2 separate regions of the Sus scrofa genome follow, and region 2 is linked to region 1. A link is a contact called in public HiChIP or PLAC-seq data. All regions are on one chromosome and are shown on one strand. The core of a region is the stretch at or near the end of the contact, and the rest is flanking DNA. Distances in the headings are between cores, read along the strand shown. Region 1 has its middle 150 kb from the start of PMAIP1. Region 2 has its middle 39 kb from the start of PMAIP1.

Region 1 (7,156 bases), core at 1,664-4,163:
ACAATGATGAAAACATGTTTACTCTTCTCAGTACACTCATATTAGAGAAGGGAACATGAAATGGACACACACACACAAAAAACATAATGCAAGTTGGGAAGTGATAAAACAAATTAGAAAATTACTATACTACCTAAGGCAATCTACAGATTCAATGCAATCCCTAGCAAATTACCAAGGACATTTTTCACAGAACTCGAACAAAATATTTTAAAGTTTGTTTGGAAGCACAAAAGACCCAGAATAGCCAAAGACATCCTGAAAAAGAAAAATGGAGCTGGAGCAATCAGGCTTCCAGACTTCACAGTCATCAAAACCACATGGTACTGGCACAAAGACAGAAATATAGATCAGTGGAACAGGATAGAAAGCCCGGAATTAAACCCACGAACCTATAGCCAACTAATCTATGACAAAGGAGGCAAGGATATACAAATGGAGAAAGGACAGCTTGTTCAATAAGTGGTGCTGGGAAAACTGGACAGCCACATGGAAAAGAATGAAATTAGAACACTCCCTAACACCATACACAAAAATAAACTCCAAATGGATTAAAGACCTAGATATAAGACCAGACACTATCAAGGTCTTAGAGGAAAACATAGGCCAAACACTCTCTGACATAAATGACAGCAACATCTTCTCAGATCCACCTATCAGAGTATTGACAATAAAAAGAAAAATAAACAAATGGGACCTATTCAAACTTCAGAGTTTCTTCACAGCAAAGGAAACCCTAAACAAACTGAAAAGACAACCCACAGAATGGGAGAAAATCTTTGCAAGTGAATTGACTAACAAGGGATTAATCTCCAAAATTTATAAACACCTTCTGCAGCTCAACAACAAAAAAACAACCCCATCCAAAAATGGGCAGAAGATCTAAACAGACAGTTCTCCAAAGAAGACATACAGATGGCCGAGAAACACATGAAAAGATGTTCAACATCACTCATTATTAGAGAAATGCAAATCAAAACCACGATGAGGTACCACCTTACACCAGCCAGAATGGCCATCATCCAAGTCTACAAACAATAAGTGCTGGAGAGGGTGTGGAGAAAAAGGAACCCAAGTACACTGTTGGTGGGATTGTAAATTGGTGCAACCACTGTGGAAAGCAGGATGGAGATTCCTCAGAAAACTAAATATTTGATCCAACAATCCCACTCCTGGGCATCTATCCAGAGAAAACCACGACTCGCAAAGACCCATGTACTCCAAAGTTCATTGCAGCACTATTTACAATAGCCAAGACCTGGAAACAACCTAAATGTCCATCGACAGAGGAGTGGATCCAGAAGATGTGGTACATATACACAATGGAATATTACTCAGCCACTAAAAAGAGTGAAATACCAGCATTTTTAGCAACATGGATGGACCTAGAAACTATCATGCTAAGTGAAGTCAGCCATCCAATGAGACATCGAATGCTTTCACTGACATGTGGAATCTGAAGAAAGGACAGACTGAACTTCTTTGCAGAACAGATGCTGACTCACAGACATTGAAAAACTTATGGTTTCTGGAGGAGACAGTTTGGGGGGTGGGGGAATATGCTTGGGCTGTGTGATGGAAAGCCTGTGAAATCAGATTGTTATGATCATTATACAACTACAGATGTGATAAATTCATTTGAATAATAAAAAATAAATAAATAAATAAATAAAATGGTTAAAAAAAAAAAGATGTTAATGTTAGTCACAGTGAAGCACCTTCCAACAAGGACGATTAAGATAAGATTGATCATTTTTTTTGGGGCCCGTGGACGTTCCCGGACAGGAACTGAACTAACGCCACAATAGCATCTCCAGGCACTGCAGTAACAATGCCTGCTATGCCACGAGAGAACTTCAGGAAACACTTGTTCTTGATGAACACCAATTATTGCTTATTCATTCAATTATTCATCTGCAAACATTCCTCCTGTGCATAGTATCAACTGGGCCCATGATGGAGATAAATGTAGCAAACTTTTCTGAACTCCTGATCATTAAAAACAAGACAAAATTGGAGTGATTGTTGTGGTGCAGGGGAAATGAATCTGACTAGGAACCATGAGGTTGTGGGTTCGATCCCTGGCTTCACTCAGTGGTTAACGATCTGGTGTTGCTGTGGGCTGTGATGAAAGTCACAAATGTGGCTCAGATCTGGTGTTGCTGTGGCTGTGGCATAGGCCGGCAGCTGTAGTTTTGATTAGACCCCTAGCCTGGGAACCTCCATATGCTGGACGTGTGGCCCTAAAAAGCAAAAAAAAAAAAAAAAATGACAAAATTACTATTTCTAAATGGCTAGAAAGCAATTGATTTCTTGTGATTTCTAAGGTCAGAAAAGCCAATTTCCTCTTTGTTCTCTGGAAACACTCTAATGGGTTCTTGCAGTTTTGCAGCTATGAGTCCTGCTTTGCTGCAGTTTTGAGGCAGCTCTAAACATTGGTAAAGTAATCCAGAGCTTTTGGTAGAGATGCTAACTAAGGGCTCTCTCTATTGTGTAAATTAGTGGGGATAGAGATGGCAACAGATTTCTGAGAGATTATATCAAATGACTTTCTTTTCTTGTTGGTTTATCTATCAATGGACCTGGGCTTTGAGAACCATGGCAGAACTGATGGAGATTCCCATTGGGAAAAGAAAAGTGGGTGTCAGAGGTCAAAGCAACAGAAGATGGACAAGAAGAGATGGCAATAAACACCCTGTGAAGGGCGTGGCAAATGGCCTCTAGGAACACACAATCTGACACCCAATTCAAATACTCCTTTTCTGCAGCATTATGGGCACTGACGTTTGCTCATTCTCCACAGCTTCCTGTTGGGTAACTGGTGGCACTGGGCCAGTGCTTAAGGGAAACTTACACAGCAATCTACGGCAGCAGACCAGAGAAGGACAAGCCACAACCAGGACCAAAGGCAGGGCACTTCCACAGGAAGCTCTGAGTAACAGCTGGATCTCACAGTCTTGCTGGCAGTGGGGTGTGTGGGTAGTGGGGGAGTCTTGCTATTACGTTCGTACGTTAAAGGAATGGGTGGCTCCAGTGAGCTGGAAAACGAGGGGCACTTCAGTTCCCATAAATGAATATGATACAATCCCTGTTCTCAGAGTACTCACAGTCTTGGGTTTTGATGAATAAGTAGAATTCAAACTCATTGTAGTCAGATGGGAAAGTATGAGCAAATGCAAGAAGCTGGAAAATCCCCAGGCATGAAGAGTTTTTTTCCTTTTAGTTCAAAGAAGTTCTCTAGGTTTTCTTTGTTCCCAAAAACCTGCTTATATAAAATGTACTTTTGGAATCTAATCCATTTATAAGCTGGGGACTTTCTTGGAGAAATCAGAAGAACAAAATCCACTAAGTCTTCACAGATGCATGGCCAGAAAGAGATATTTCTACTTGAGAAACAAAAACACAATTACTCTCAGTTCCTAATTTGCAATCAGTAATGAGGCGGCATATTTTAATCCCATAAAAATCCATCTTTATAAGGTACCATTTATGGACTGTTTTAACTATAAATATCCTGTTTAATTGATTCATATGATTTCAGTGAATCTTGTCTTTTTATGATTCTGCAAATTTTAAAAGACTCTTCTAATGTTAATATTTGCCTAAAAGTAATGAAATCATAAGTATGATAGTAACAAGTATCTTATATTTGGACAAATATATATATATTTGCTTTTTAGGGCCATACCAGCAGCATATGGAAGTTCCCAGGCTAGGAGTTGAATCAGAGCTGCAGCTGCTGGCCTACACCACAGCCACAGCAATGCCAAATCTGAGCTGTGTCTATGGCCTACACCATAGCTCATAGCAATGCTGGATCCTTAACCCACTGAGCGAGGCCAGGGATTGAAACCTGCATCCTCATGGATCCTTAGGCCCGTTCATTTCTGTTGAGCCATGATGGGAATTCCACTTCTATCAAATTTTAAAGCATTTGACTAGATATGATTCCTGTAATGTTCAAAGTTCTCTCTCATTATATTCTCTCAAAATCCTTACAAGATTCATGGGCAAGAGACAACTCTGTTTTTCAAAAGAGGAAACTAAGGCACAGAGATCAAAAGATTGGGGACTGCAAAACTGCTTAGTGATTTTTATCTCCCAACTCCTAATCCAGGGCTCTTGCTAGTATTTCAAAATGTTTTTCTTGTGTCTATAATAATCCCCAGGTTAATAGAATCCCCTGTGTAAAAGACCATACCCAATAACTGATCAGATCACTCATATTATGAATTTGAATTGACTATGCTTTTTGATAGTGTTTACCTGTCACTTCAAGCAATGTAGCAATTCTTTATCTGTTGACCTCTAACAACTATTTTTTACATTCTAAATTCAGTAGTGTTTGATTGACATTCTTTATTAGTTATACCTAGAAGAAGAAACCATCCATTTACAAACACTGCTTTTAACCAAGGCAAAAATGTTAGCTACAATTTTTTTCAGTTATATTGTATCACAGGTGAAATAAATACATCAAGAGGCTGATAATAAAGAAGGGAAAATGTAAACCTAAACTGATCTAACAAAGTAAATGGATGTAATTATGATGATATGATAAACCCCAAACTGGGAAGAAATTTGTCAGATAAATTTTCCCATTAGCACACCCGTTTCATGCTCTAAGCAACATGACCTATACTAAATTGGGGTCACTGTTCCACAGCAAAGAAATTCTGCTGCATTTTTTACAAAAGAGGAAATGATGTTGGATATAGGAAGTGGATATAAAGAAAGAAAAACCATGTTGAAGAGGCCACGAAAATATGTAGAGGATTTTGCCTATTTAAAAATAGTCTGTCTCTCTTTTTGCCTTTTCTAGGGCAGCTCCCGCAGCATATGGAGGTTCCCAGGCTAGGGGTCTAATCGGAGCTGTAGCCACCGGCCTACACCAGAGCCACAGCAACTCGGGATCTGAGCTACGTCTGCAACCTACACCACAGCTCATGGTGACGTCAGATCCCCAATCCACTGAGCAAGGCCAGGGATCAAACCTGAAACCTCATGGTTCCTAGTCAGATTCGTTAACCACTGCACCATGATGGAAACTCCCAAAAATAGTCATTTTTTATCTGAGAATATTCTCTACTAGGAAGTAATGCTCTTAAGAAGGAGAATTAAGTTTAACACATGCTTTTCCTAAATGCAGGAGTCTGTTTCACAGGCATACAAGAATACCAGTCTCCAACACAGAGAATGAGATAATACATAAAATCCAGTAGGTTTTCCTTCTTTCTTTTTAAAAATTTTTAAATATAGATTTTCTTATTTACAGACTGCTCACCCTTCATAGTTAGGGACTGTGTCCACCCACTTCTGTATCACAGTGCCTTACCTAGTTTGGCATTTAGTAGACACTTTGTAAATAATTTTGAATGCATGTATAGTGTCCTGGTAAATGAATTTCCTGACTCACTAAGATTTATGGTACAAACCCATTGTGGATTTCCAATTTTCAAGGAATTAGGATCCATGAAAATGCATATCATGCCCCTAAGCATTTCTGATCATTTTCTTTTATCACTTTGAAATATTCATAAAAGTCTTCAGAGTCACTCAGTGCCTCAGGGCTGCTTTTAGAGACAGCATTATTGTACAGTGCTGATTTTTAAAAAATATTTGGACTATCTACATATATGTTAGAGGTACAACAGTGAACAAAAATACCTCCTTTTTGTGGAGAAAAAGGAACCCTCTTACACTGTTGGTGGGAATGTAAGTTGGTGCAACCACTATGGAAAACAGTATGGATATTCTTCAGAAAATTAAAAAATAGAATTACCATATGATCATCAATCCCCACTCTTGGGAATATATCTGGACAAAACTATAATTCAAAAAGATACACACACCCCCATTTCACTGCAGCACTATTCTCAATAGCCAAGGCATGGAAACAACCTAAATGTCCATTGACAGATGAATGGATTAAGATGAATGGATACACAATGGAATACTACTCAGCCATAAAATAGAAATAGATAATGCCATTTGCAGCAACATGGATGCAACTAGAGGTTATCATACTAAGTGAAGTAAGTAGAAAAGAGAAAGACCGATATCATATGATATCACTTATATGTGGAATCTAAAATATGGCACAAATGAACCTATTTACAAAACAGAAATAGACTTACAGACATAGAGAACTGACTGTGGTTGCTGAGGGGGAGAGGAGAAGGATGGACTGGGAGTTTTACACAAATAATTACATTTAGAATGGATAAACAACAAGATCCTACTATATAGCACAGGGATCTAGATCCAATATCCTGGGATAGACCATGGTGGAAAAAATATGTATATATATATATATATAACCGAATCACTTTGCTGTACAGCAGAAATTAGCACAATATTGTAAATCAACTACATTTTAATTAAAAAATAAAAAAAACCCTGCCTTCACAGAGTTTACTGTCTACTTTGAAAAGATAAATAGTAAATAATTAAAAGATGTAGTTTGCCAGAGAGTGATGGAGGCCATAAGGAAAATAAAGTGAAGTAGGGGGGTAGGTAGGGTGTGTATGACAGAAGGGGGCATAATTTTAAATAAGACAGTCAGAGAAGGCTTTGCTGAGGTGCTCTCTGAGCCCACACCCCAAGGAGGTGAGGCAGCTGACCACATGAACATCTCGGAGGAAGAATGTTCCAGGAAGGAGGATCAGAGAGTGCAGAGGCCTTGAGTTAAGAGCATGCCTGATGTGTGTTTAAGAAACAGGAAGGAAGCAGTAAAGTTGGACAGAGAGGGCAAGAAGGAGCATATTTGTGGAAATAGGCTTGGGAGATGAAGTCACAGAGGTGAAAGTTGTACAGTCCTGATAGGACTTTGGCTTTTACTCTATGCAAGATATGTAACCATCAGAGAGTGTGAAGCAGGGAAGTGACTTGATCTGACTTATATTAAAAGAACTGCTCATGATACTGTCTTGAGAATAAATACATAGAGGAGGCAAGAAGGGAAGAAACAATAAGCCAGGAAAGAGATGATTAACAAAGGGAGTCAGAAATATGCAGGTCAACACATTGTTGTGGGTTAAAACTGAGTTGAAGATTGTGTGGATAATGGTGAGTTTCCTGATACTGAATCCCATGTTTACCCATCCAATCATGGGGAAACACTGGTCAACCACAGTGTTTGAAGCTAAGCTTTCAG
Region 2 (6,840 bases), core at 83-2,582, 190 kb before region 1:
TATTCATGGGTAATATTTCAGCATGGGTTTTAAGAAAACAATTTTTAACAAAATGTGAAATTTCATTTATTTACTGTTTAAGTCACCAATTGTATTTATTCTTTTTGATTTGATTTGATTTATTTTGGGCCGTGCCTATCGCACAGGGAAGTTCCCAGGCCAGGGATCAAACCCCAAGCTACAGCAACCATCCAAGCCACTAAAGTGATAACACTGCGTCCTTAACCTGCTGTGTCACAAAAGGACTCCTGCTTAATTTTAAATATAGCACTTTTTTAATCTAAAAAAAAGTACTTGTTCATCTATTTATTTAAAAAATACAAAAAAATACAAAGAAGATGGTAAAAATTACCTACAATTCAAATTCAGAGACAACCACTGTGAACATTCTATCTAGTATTCATTCTTGCAGACATCTTCCTGTGTTATACATATACAAACATGCACAGACATATATCTTTAATAAATACAAAACTTTTATTTATTTATTTATTTATTTTGCTTTTTAGGGCCACACCCTCGGCATATGGAGGTTTCCAGGCTAGGGGTTGAATCGAAACTGTAGCTGCTGGCCACAGCAATGCCAGATCCGAACTGCATCTGTGACCTACAACACAGCTCAGGGCAACACAGGATCCTTAACCCACTGAGCGAGGCCAAGGATCGAACCCGCATCCTCATGGATGCTAGTCAGATTCGTTAATTGCTGAGTCACAATGGGAACTCTTATTTATTCTTATAATCTGTTTTCACTCAGCAATTTATTGTCAGGTACAGATCTACAATATTCCACTGTATGTATGAACCATATTTATTTAATCAGATGTTTATTTTGGAACATTGGTCATTTTCAATGTTTTCCTTGTAAACTATGAATGTTCTCCTATATACATACATCTTTCGGCTTTTGTGTGAATAGATTCTTCATAATAATGATGGAATCCCTAGGTCAAACAATATTAACATGTCACATGTTGAACCCTATGGCCAAAGTATCTTCTTGAAAGGTTATACCCACTTCTTCTCCCAGAAATAGATCTTGCTTATTCATTTTTCATGTGCCTTTCCTGAGTTTGGGCAGTATTTCAAATTTTGCCAGTAAGTAAAAACAACAAACAAAACCTGTAGTTATGTGTGAGATTCCCATCTTATTTTGTACCTTTTAATTGACTAATCTTCTAATTATTTCTACAAGATGATTAGGAGACTAGATATCTTTTTGGCAGGACTAGTTTTACACACTGAAATGGGTACAGATCTACTCCTGATTGTGTTTCAGTGTACTTTTCTCCACCTTTTCCACTGCCATGATTTGGCCACTAGAGGGCAGAAATGCTGCAGAAACATAATCTTGGACTGGAACACTTGCCAGAAAGCTTAATAACTAGGCTGCTCCAAGATGGCCTTTAGCATCCCTAGATCATAATTAGCTTTCCCGCCTTTAAGATGTCGTTTGGAATGATAACCAGTGGTATCTGTGTCTAGATTTGTGGTATCTACTTTATACATAAGAGTTATTCTGGTAACCTCAAACAACTTCTCAAAGGAGTATTTTAAAATTTTATTTTGGAGTTCCCAACATGGCTCAGAGCTAACCAACCCGGCTAGTATCCGTGAGGATGAGGGTTCCATCCCTGGCCTCGCTCAGTGGATTAAGGATCCTGTGTTGCTGTGAGCTGTGGTGTAGGCCGGCAGCTGTAGCTCCAATTCAACCCCTACCCTGGGAACTTCCATATGCCATGGAAACGGCCCTAAAAAGGAAGGAAAAAAAAAACCATTTCACTCAAAGATTAATTATATTGTATGTAGCATATGATCCTTACATCAAATCCAAATTAACATTTTAGGTACCCCAGATTTGCAACCTAAGAGACAGAAATTCAGGGTAAAAGAAAATCTGTTCTGACAAAGGGAAATGTAGATTTGAGACCTTTAAACCAGTCACTGGAGCCTTTGATTCCTACATCACTCAGAAGATTGAAGCTGTTGTATAGATATGATGGGTTCTGCCCACTAAAAAGGCTGAAAAATAGTAAAAAGTCAGTAGCAATTTACACGCCAGGCACCCTGGTCTTGTTTTCTAAATCCAATAACTTCCTTATTAAAAGGCATTAGGGGTCCTTGAAAACATGACTGATTTTATGCCTAAAATAAACCACAGGTGAATCTAGAATATCTGCTTGTGCTGAAAGCAATGAGATGCTCAAAGACTGAAGGGATGTGTAATAGGACCCAGCTTGGAAGGGATCCCACTGGCCAAATTTGGGACGTTTTGAGCATCAAAAGAATAATGGCAGTAATGAATACCCACATTTAGAATTCTTTGAAAATTTAAACATTTAAAAATACCAACATCTTTAAAACGTCAATAAAGAATGAAGTTAAGTAGATGGCAGGTGGTAGGAGTCAGGCCTCTCACTGCTGGAACAAGAGGTTACAGATAAGCAAGGGGAGCATGTGGTAATGGACTTGAATTGCCGACATCAGTGTGAACTCATGTTCAGAGTCATGTAGACACAGGTGATTACACAGGGAAATATTTATACATAGGTGTAAATACAGAGTTTAGTATACACACATATATTTCCTTCCTCTGTCGGATGAGAGGGCCTAGAAGGAATGACACTCCAGTGGCAGCTAGCATACGTAGCCCTCAGAGCTTGGTTTCAAATCTCATTCTCCAATTCAAGGCAGCAGAGCTCCTTGGAAAAATGGCTGAGTCTAGGACTCAGCCAGCAACTATACCAGATGAGCCAAGAGCGTCTTACTCCACCAGAAAGTGAGAAAGAGTTTGAAACAAAATTTAAAAAACCTAACCCAAACCCCCACAAGGATGGCAGTATATAAAAGGACACAGGAAGCATTGGAAGATCTCCAGGGCCAACGCTGTTTCAGGTGGAGCAAAAAGTAAATAAAACTGTTTTGGATTATGACCCTAAGTATAAAACGAACATCCATGAATTCATGCTGACATGGTACATGATTGAGAACTGTTAGGTGATAAACTACAACCTAGTATAAAATTTAGAGTTTATTTGAACTAAAATTGATTTGAATGAGGCAGCACCACAGGGGAAGTAGTGAGGAGGATTCCACCAATGGGAGCAGGGAAGGGACTTTTATAGAGAAAAGGTGGAAACAGAGTAAGGAAAATTTTTTTTTTTTTTGGTCTTTCTGCCTTTTCTAGGGCCGCTTCCACGCCGGATCCTAGCCGTGTCTGCAATCTACATCACAGCTCACAGCAGGATCCTTAACCCACTGAGCAAGGCGGGATCGAACCCGCAACCTCATGGTTCCTAGTTGGATTCGTTAACCACTGCGCCACGACGGGAACTCCCAGAGTAAGGAAAATATTGATTGGCTATAACCTAAAGCCTAATTGGCTGTTGATAATTTGTTGTCCTTAGGTTTCAATTTTGTAACTTTGAGGCATTAACAAGCTTAGGTTTTGATTTGCTTCCATAGGCGGCCACAGCATTAAAGCCACCACAGCCTAATGGGCTCCTGTAGAATTAATTTAACACTCCATCAATAAATAGGGGAGAAGAGAGAAATCTCTTGAACAAAGGAATTCCAACTAATTTTTGTAGCTACTCCACCTTTAAGGGAGCATAACTCCCCATTTGTTGATACCATGTACCCTTGCTATGATGTGATGATATGTTATAATGAAAGCATTATTATTAGGAAAATGTCCTTATTCTCAGAAAATACATACTGAAGTATTTAGGGGTGAAGCACTATGATTTCTGCAACTTAATGTTATAGCAAGAAAACGAGTATGTGTATGTGTGTGTGTTTCCATATATTTCCATAATATAATAGTATATGTTTCCATATATATTATATATTTTTTCATATATATATATTACATACACTTATGCATGCATAGAGATAAAGAGAATTGGCAAAGGTTAACAGTCAGTCGATGAATCTGGTGACAGCTATGTTCATTATTATCTTTCTATGCTTCTGGGGATTCCCATTTCCAAAATAAAAAGTTGGGAGAAATAAATTCCAAAACCATGAAATATTTGAAATGTACATATTTAGCAAATACATTTAAAACAAAAATACAATATAATCATGCTAAAATAGGATTTCAAAATCAAACAGTAATTATAGAATCCCTAAAAACGATTGGGGCCCCACAGGCTGTGTGGTCTGATAACAAACACAGGTTTGAAGCTGACTGAGGAACATCTTTCTGTTACCATGAGATGATTTTAGAGCTGGTTCTTTGCAGAGAACATCGAGGATCCAAAAGTGAGGCCTGAAGTTTGAGCCACATTCCCTGCTCCCTGCGGTGCAGACCGAGATTGTGCGGCTCTATTTACACACAATGGTCCCACGCACCCCGACCCTGGAGCTATTCTCTACCTGGGAAATTCCTTCAGTTAAAACATCCCTGCAAGGCAAAGAAGGCCAAAGCAGTGAACTACCTTTCACATGCACAAACATCCCTTTTATGGAGTCTTCCAATCCTTTCCCTTCACCATGGCTTAGTTTACAAAATTATCAGTTTGAAAGACGCAGCAAGGAGTTTGGGCTGGTGGAGGCAGGAAAATGAAAGCTGGAGCCTGGCTGCTTCCTGGGGAGGGATCCTCCTCTGGGTGGGCAGAGGTGGAGGGGTGGGCAGCTGAGGCACCCTGGTGGTCCCCTTTGGGGCCAGCTGGGACCCAACGTGAGGGGTGACCCGAATGAGAAGGGAACCTCAAGGCAAGGGACCCAGAAGGGGAAAAGTCGGAAGGGGCTCTCTGACTTCACCTACCTTGGGAAGAAATGAAACTGTGTGGTGCGGGGTGGAGCGGGGAGACCCCAGTATAGTTCTTGGGGAGCAGAGTTTCCCTCTTTCCTCTGTTCTCTTACCTCTTCAGCCCTGAGGCAGGTTCACGTACCTCTTGGTGGACTGGTCAGGTAACTGCCCTGTGCAAGACCTTCAGCCTTGGCCACCAGACCAGACCCCAGTGCCAGTCAGTTCACAGGGAGACAGGTGAGTTGGGGTTAAAGTGACAGAGAAGGCCTGGGACCAAGCAAACTGTCTTAAATAGAAAGTACAACCTCCGCTGTTACCCACCACTGCCAGCAAAGGAATGAGGTTGGGAAAGGGCAGGAAGGAAGGGGCAGGAAGGCTTAAGTTCTAAACAGTTTAATTAAGCTGGATGGTATGTTACAGGTGTCCATTGTGTGAATATCTACATTTTTGTTGTGCCTAAAACATTTCATTAAAAGTATGTTTTTAAAATTGGTGCAGCCACTGTGGAAAACAGTACGGGGAATTCTCAAAAAACTAAAAAGAGAACTGCCATGTGATCTAGCAATTCAGTCCTGAGTACATATCCAAAAAAACCAAAAACACCAGTTCAAAAAGACACATGTACTTAAGCGCTATTTACAATTGCCAAGATAGGGAAGCAAACTAAGTGTCCATCAACAAAAGAATGCATAAAGAAGATGTGATACACACACATACACACACACACTGGGATATGACTCAGCCATAAAAACAATTGAAATTGTGCCATTTGCTACAACATGGATGAACTTGGAAAGTATTATGCTAAGTGAAAGAAGTCAGACAGAGATAGACGAAAACTATATGATATCACTTACATGTGAAATCTAAAAAATACAACAAGCTAGAGCATATAGCAAGAAAGAAGCAGACACAGATATAGAGAAAAAACTAGTGTTTGGGGGGTGGAATATAGAGGTGGAGTCAGAGACACAAACTATTAGGTATAAGCTATGCTCAAGGAGGTATTGTACAACATGGGGAATAAAGCCAATATTTTATAAAAACTGTAAATAGGGTATAACCTTTAAAATTGCATAAAAATTTTAAATAGTAAAAAAATTAATAAATAAAAATTATTATTATTATTATTTTATGACTACACATGCCTTATGGCCATATGGAAGTTTCAGGGCCAGAAATTGAATCCAAGCCACAGCTGCAAACTACCCTGCAGCTGTGGAAACAGCAGATCCTTTAACCCACTGCACCCCACCAGAGATCGAACCTGTGCCTCCACAGCATCCTGAGCCACTGCAGTTGGATTCTTAACCTACTGCACCACAGCAGGAACTCCAAATTATGGGGGGCGCTGGCTGCACTCGCAGCACATGAAATTTCCTGAGCCAAGAATTGAACCTAAGTCATAGTAGTGACATGAACCACAGCAGTGACAATGCTGGATCCTTAACTGCTAGGCCCAAGGGACCTCATATATTACTTCAGGGCAGACTCTGGAATGTATAGCACTGTGCTGATTTTAGTTCAACTCTGGAAGCATGTTGTCCTGAAAGAACTGTGGTGTAGGAGTTAATTAGGCCTAGAGTCTGAAATCTGTTATTTCCCAAGTAGCCCTGCAGTTTTGTGCCAAGCCCTCCACCCTCTGTGCCTCAATATTCCCATCTGTAAAAGGGGTCGGTACCTGTTCTGCCCACCTCTCCGGGGGATCATGCGAGAAATAAAGTGCTGTAAAAAACATGAAGCAACACATAAATGCAAACTGTTATAAGTGGTATTTGGGGTCAGAACCATCTGTGAGGTCAAACTTATGACTGGTGGATGGTTGGGGTTGTTAGCACAAGTACATTGTAGACATAAATGATGGAGAGGAGGAAGGCATTGTTCCAGAGCCATAAACTGGGTTGGCAGGCTCCCTAGTGACCCCAAGAAGGCCTGTGTTATTCTTATTTCTCTCAAGTCTGTGAGTCTTTCTGCCGAATAGCAGCATTGAGGGCAATGAAATTCTCATCTCCCTCTTTTGAGGGTGGAGGGGAAGGGCATCAAATGATTTTCTCCTGAAGCATGTGGTTTACAAGTAAAACATT

What was found. HiChIP or PLAC-seq counts read pairs in DNA pulled down with a chosen protein or histone mark.
Region 2: an H3K27ac HiChIP or PLAC-seq map of alveolar macrophages shows a contact between it and region 1. The contact joins two enhancer-like sites. A contact is called at or near these places in 1 of 47 Hi-C or Micro-C datasets (embryonic fibroblasts) and 1 of 2 datasets of contacts at active chromatin or transcription factors (alveolar macrophages).

What each region holds. Positions count from the first base shown.
Region 1 is chr1:161,031,883-161,039,038 of Sscrofa11.1, reverse strand. No RefSeq gene overlaps it. Among named protein-coding and RNA genes, the nearest start is that of PMAIP1, 150 kb to the left of the region's middle. Within about 2 kb of position 2,913, at least 8 of the 83 cell types and tissues checked have an H3K27ac peak or open chromatin away from gene starts, as enhancers often do. A contact at or near this core is called in alveolar macrophages, where this site is marked.
Region 2 is chr1:161,223,748-161,230,587 of Sscrofa11.1, reverse strand. No RefSeq gene overlaps it. Among named protein-coding and RNA genes, the nearest start is that of PMAIP1, 39 kb to the right of the region's middle. Within about 2 kb of position 1,332, at least 1 of the 83 cell types and tissues checked has an H3K27ac peak or open chromatin away from gene starts, as enhancers often do. A contact at or near this core is called in alveolar macrophages, where this site is marked.